2 separate regions of the Mus musculus genome follow, and region 1 is linked to region 2. A link is a contact called in public promoter capture Hi-C data. All regions are on one chromosome and are shown on one strand. Each heading gives the region's core, a stretch centred on a gene start, on an enhancer-like site or on the middle of the called end of the contact. The rest is flanking DNA. Distances are from core to core; before and after follow the strand shown. Region 1 holds the start of Tspyl5 (testis-specific protein, Y-encoded-like 5). Region 2 overlaps Cpq (carboxypeptidase Q).

What was found. Promoter capture Hi-C pulls out the DNA fragments that hold promoters and counts their contacts.
Region 1: a promoter capture Hi-C map of the 3T3-L1 cell line shows a contact between it and region 2, with 4 times the contacts expected there. The contact joins the promoter of Tspyl5 here to the enhancer-like site in region 2. A contact is called at or near these places in 12 of 39 promoter capture datasets (the 3T3-L1 cell line, cranial neural crest, embryonic stem cells and 6 more).

What each region holds. Positions count from the first base shown.
Region 1 is chr15:33,686,451-33,689,483 of GRCm38.p6, forward strand. It overlaps Tspyl5 (testis-specific protein, Y-encoded-like 5), which reads right to left and starts at 1,433. Exons shown (of 1, transcript NM_001085421.1): 1 at 1-1,433. The coding sequence starts at 1,347. The coding sequence ends at 127.
Region 2 is chr15:33,182,629-33,185,698 of GRCm38.p6, forward strand. All of the region lies in intron 1 of Cpq (carboxypeptidase Q), which reads left to right. Among named protein-coding and RNA genes, the nearest start is that of Cpq, 100 kb to the left of the region's middle. Within about 2 kb of position 1,458, at least 19 of the 459 cell types and tissues checked have an H3K27ac peak or open chromatin away from gene starts, as enhancers often do.

The DNA.
Region 1 (3,033 bases), core at 183-2,682, 500 kb after region 2:
ATGTCACATTCTTGAAGATAAGTCCAAAGTGGCTACCATGTATGGTATGAACAGAAGGCAGACAACCAAACCCACGTGGTCAGCCTAACAGGTCCAGCAAGAGGTGGTAGGGAGATCTGTGTCGGATCAGTTGGGCTGCCTCACTGCAGGTGCAGGGCTCAGTTTTGCTGGACCTGGCCTTTCTTCCTTTCCTTTCTCTCCACGGGCTTCTTCACTGATCAGGTAGTACTGTAGAGGATTGGGCCACAGGTCCTCATTAATTATCTCAACAATCTTGTCAGACTCAATAGAGCTGTGATTTGAAAACCACCCAAAGAAGCTACCATTGTTTTCTGGGTTTTCCTTGCTTAGGGATTGTAGATCATGGCCTGGGAGCCACTGGATTGGAGCTGAACGAGACACCACTTGACCGGATGGACCACAGCCATATTCCTTAATGAGCACCTTGTTTTGGAAATAGGGGTTTCGGCCAAAGTAGAACTTGATTTTGTAGCCCAACCTGGCAAGGCCAAGTTCTTCCACCTCCAGTCTGTTCAAATAGCTCAATACCTCCTTATCTTTGGTATTCAGAAAAGCTGACAGCTGGGGATGGTTCTGAAAAGCTTGCCCCCAGAAGCCCGGAATGCTCTGGATGAGGAGGTTCCGGCGCTCTAAGTGGTGAAGTCGCAACTGGCCAAACTTGCGTGAAAGCCTGAGATATGCCCTGTCAGCCTGTGCATTCATGGTCTCTAGCTTTAGCTGGACCGTCTCTAGGGTATCCATGCTGCCCACTGTCGCGGGAGACCCTGCCCCAGCATGCTTCTCTGTCATCTTTTTTTCCTCCCCCACTGGAGCAGCGGCGCACAACCCCGCAGAGGCCATCTTCGGCTTCCCACTAACTGTGGCCTGAGGTCCCCTCCCCGTGGCGCTCCGAGTATCTGGGGCCTTCCTCCCGGGGACTCGCCGATTTCCAATGCGGGAGCCGCGTCGCAGCTTCGCCAAGGCTCCCACGGTTCCCACGAAGCTGGTGTCGCTGGTCAGGCGCTCGGCGAGGGAACGGGCCCTCTCCAGGTCCGGATCAGGGGCCGCCAGCCCGCGCTCGTCTGCAGCCCGAGCCCGCAACGCCAGGCCGCAGTCCAGCGGGAGGCGGCAGGCCGCCTCTTCCCGCAGCTCGGCTGGTTCGGCGCCTCCTTGAGCTGCGCCGGCCTGCACCTGCGCGGCCGCGGAGTCCTCCCCGAGCCGCGGGCTCTGTGGTGGCTTTTCGTCGTGCCAGGCGTCTTCCGCAGCGGCCCGGACCCGGGCTCTGGCCCGGCCTTTGCCCCGGCCTTTGGCGCGGGAAGACTTTCGACCCCTACTCCGTCCGCTCATGGTGCCAGAGAACAAGGTTTCAAAGCCGCTACCAGCCCAGGGTCTCTACGAAGCTGGCCTCTCCATGGCAACCGTGACGTCACCACGGCAGGACCCACTGCACCCAGTGATTGGCTCCGCTCAGCGGCTGCGTACCAGCCCACCCTCACATGCTACACGCCCTTAGTCTTATTTTGCAGTTAGAAAGTTAGTTTCCACCTGTGCTTGGCCTTGGTAGTGTTGCTGACTCATCTCCTATCATTGATAGCAAGCGTGTCCCCAGGGGTTCATAAGACAGAGCCATTGCTCCTACAGTGACATCGTAAAGGCACCCACTACCGTCTCCATCAATTTTCTAAGTATTTTTCCTCTTCTGTTATTTTCTGTGACATCTCTCATAATTAATTGGTCATCGGCATGTCTGTCTCATTACATAATTATTCTACTGTAAGATTTGTCCCAACGATTCAACTCTAGGGAATGTGAAAGCCAGAACCATAATATTTATGTAAAATGACTTAGAAAGAATAAAAAAGTAACATACAAGGCATTTTACTGAATACTAATTTTACATTATCTCTGTTCTTGAAGGAGGTATTCTTGTTCCCAGTTTCCTGATAAAATGGCAACTGAGGGCTGGTGTTAGTTACATCTCAGTGATAAAACAGTTACTCAGCATGTGGGAAGTCCTGGATTCAGTCCTTAGTGAGGAGGAGGATTCAGTCCTTAGTGAGGAGGAGGAAGAGCAGGTGGAGAGGAGAGGGATACTAAGGAACATTCTGGAGACTATACAGCGAAGGAGAAAAAGGCTTGGCCTAATTATGTTACCATGCTACCATAATCTGTTGGCCCTTTGCAAATGGCTATGGTGACTCCTAAGCTGTTCAGCATGTTAACAAATTCCAAACTCCTTGCCTAGGCACAAATCCTCCAGCTGCCTCAGGTCTACACAGAGTAACGCTGTGAATCCCAGTCCAGAGCCAGAAATAACAGGCCTGAGTCCAAGCTCCTGTAATTGGGATAGGACACACATAGAATAAAAATACCATTCTAGGAGTAGAGAAGGATTTCCAGGTGAGATTTTTGAGACAGAGGGTTTACAGGAGTAGTGAGGGAGGGAGCCCTAGAAATTTTTCATAGCCTACAGAGAATCAGCCAGAAAACCTGTCTGGCACTCCTAAAGAAACCTCATATCCTATAGCAGGGCTACAGCACCATGAGTACTGAGGGAATGCATGACAAATGTGAAGAGAAACTTTCTGAGTGGATCTTCCAGGTTCAAACACCACAACACCCTTGCAGTGAAAAACAGAGAAGTAAGCCTAGCCGTTGGGCAGGATATGGAAGCTTGCTCAAGGTGCACAAGAACTACTAGATCAGCAACTAAATGTTAACAAGCTCTCGGCCAGCTTTTATTTTTATTTATTTTAGATATTTTCTTTATTTACATTTAAAATGTTATACCCTTTCCTTGTTTCCCCCTATCCCATCCCTCCTACCCACCTGCTTACCAGCCCACCCACTCCTGCTTCCCTATTCTGGCATTGAATTCTTCCCTACACTGGGGCATTGAATTTTCACAGGACCAAGGGTCTCTCTTCCCATTGATATGCCACAGGGCCATCCTCGGCTACATATGCAGCTGGAGCCATGGGTCTGTCCATGTATACTCTTTGGTTGGTGGTTTAGTCCCTGGAAACTCTGGGG
Region 2 (3,070 bases), core at 208-2,707:
GTTTATCCTCTTTTCTTCTAGGAGGAATCTGAGAGTGACAGTACTTGAGTGACCACGAAATGCTAGTGGCTATCAGAAATTCACATGTTGTGCAAATGTGAGTGTGCAGCCATGTCTTTAGCTACTTTGGCCAGCACATGCTTCCTATCAGTGTTACAGTCATTTGATCTCTGATTATTTACATGGTGCTAGCCATTGTATTGGCCATCCAGGTATATCTTACATAATACTCTTAATAACCCTGCAAAAGAGGCATGACTATCACCTCCTAACTTAACACAAGGAAACTATGCCTTAAAGAGTTTGGATAACTTTGTCAGGAACACAGCAAATCATGGTGTAGCTGCATTTGCAACCAACTTTCCCTGGATTTAAATCCCCAGGTCCTAATTGCATGAATCCCTTCAGTGTGTATTGAATTGGGCCAATGAATATGTTCAACACATCATTAAAAACTGATATTTTATTTGTATATGCACCTGAGTGTCTGTATATATATACTATAGGCCATGGAGGCCAGAAGAGGGCATTAGATCCCCTGGAATTGGAGTTATAAGCAGCTCTGAGCCACATGATGTGAGTGCTGAGAACTGAAACAATGTCTTCTGCAAGGTCAGCAAGTGCTTGTCACAAAAAAAAAAAAAAATTATCTCTGCAGCCCAACACCATGGTTTTTAAGATGGCTTCATTTCTTTTGATTTCCTGAGCTGTGATTTTAAGCATTGTTCTCCTTTCTATAACCCTATAAATCTGAAGACGCCTACTGTCAGACATAGAACTAGGTTTCACAAGGATAAGGACAGAGAAAGTCAATAGAGATAACATTTAGTGCCCATCTACTCTATGCTAATGAATATTAAAATCCCATGTCACTAGAACTGCAGGTCTGTAAAAAGATTCTCACTTGATGGAGAAGAAAATACAGGTTCAGAGTAGTGAAGGAGTTTGTATAGGACTGTCAGTGAAGGGGTGAAGATTTTAGCAGAGGTTTGTCTGACTTTATTACATCCTGTTTCCCCAATTGATCTGGAGAGGGTTCAGTGGCAATTTTGTAACACTAATGAGAAGAGGCTTGGTTTTCCTAGAGCCCCAAGAAGGACTCAACTAACAAAGACCAGTATAGCTCCTGTTGCTTATGAGGTATTAGAAACAGTATCTGGAGTCCCATAAAAAGTTCTGAAGGAACTCATAGGGGACCTAAAGAGAAGAAAAACTTGGCAAGTTGCAGGCTATACTGCCCAGCTTCTGCTCCATGCCAGCAAGCATTTGCCTGAAATACATAGGAACTGGACTTGAACCAGCAAATTTTCATTGGTAAACAACATAATGATGCACACATTTAGGAAACTGATGTTTTCAATTTGAAATGCTATGAAGCTTTGCCTTTTATAGTTCATACTGGGAAGTTGTGGTATACCAGGAAATGATTTACATTTTTGCCTTAGGGCAAAAATATGGAACTTGTAATTATGTCAGAGAAAGGCAAAGTCTACCAACTGGAAAAACTGAAACTATAAAAGTCTCAGTTAGAATGTCTGTTGATGAAACTGTTGTGTGGCTAGGCACTTGCCTGATGTTTCATAGGGCATAAGCAACTGCTAATGATTTCCAGGTTAAAAACTCATCCAAACCTCCAACAAGCAGATGCCAAGTTGCCTAAGTGTGGCTGACAAGCATTTTCCTTCTAAGGTATTCTGATCCAAGGTGGTTTGTTGCTTCAAAGTCTGTGCTGGCTGGGTTTTTGGCTTATGAGAATTAAGCCACATATCAGCTCCAGATACACAGAAGCTTGCCAGAATCTTGAAACTGTATTCAGTGACAGACTTTGCCAGACAGGGAAGCTGCCTTGCATATGTGATTTCCCTGTCTTCACAGCCAAGGCTCTCTACACCTGTGATGAAGACCCACAGGTACCCTCTTTCAGTGATGTTTTCTCCAGGAGGGAGCCTCACAACAAGATTTCTAGGGTGGTGGTAAAGGACCTGCTTTGGCACTAGCGAACAGATTGGGAAGGTTACAAAGGGCAGACTGAGTTTTCTTATTTTCTTTGCACTTCCTCTGCCTGAGAGAGGTAGGCTATCAATGTGTTTACTTCAAAGAATGGACTCTGTAGTTGCAAATCTAGGTGTAAACTGGTGTTCATTTCCTTATTTTCTGTGTGTTTTGACAATATTTTTATTCTCTTCCAGGTTCTTTTTAATCTCTCATATCATGTTAGTGATTCTTGACTCACAAGGTTATAAGAATTCAGACAATGTAAATGAAGTTCTTAGGACTTTAGGACAATACAGTTTGTATAGTAAACCATTACATTCACTAAGAGCAGTAGGGCTTGTATCTAAGCAGAGTTTTGTTTTAGTTGGGTGTCTTTCATACATTTTCACCCTGTTTGCCACTCTGCCCCTCTTCTGAATGTTGCTTAGACATTTAGCCAACTGAAATTCACTTGCCATATATCCTTGTGTGCTACTTGCTTGATGGCAGGAAGGGGTGTGTACCTGAGGGTGGAGCTCCTCCAAACCATTAATACTGTCACCATCTTTATCACATGCTGTGGTGGCTTTATAAGCACCAGAAACTTGGATTTATTTTCTTGGAGCACCAAAACTTTCATCTTTTAAGAATGGCACAGATATTTTCTTAAACTAACATAAGCATAATTTCTGGCCACTGTCTATGATGTGTCCCTAAAACTGGAACAGTAAGGAATATGGGCTTAAGCCCAGATACCAGTTGTGGAAGTCTAAATTTCTTCACACATGACTCGATAACATGCCTACCTCCTGTGACTGAAGGGAAGCAGTGTAAGAGAGTACCTATTACATCACGTGACATTACTATCTCAGTAAAAGACTCTCTATTGGTTTGAGAAGATCTTGACACCAGACTACTAAAATTAGTTTTCTCCAGAGTTTATTTCCTTTGAGATTATACAATCTGTAAAATCATTCATAGTCATCTTAGAGGCTACAGAAGAATCTAAGCAGAGATGAAAGAAACAGAACCCAGGATTCTATTATTCCAGAAGAAGCTCTGTTTCCATGTTTTATGGATAAGTGTTCTGTGTGAG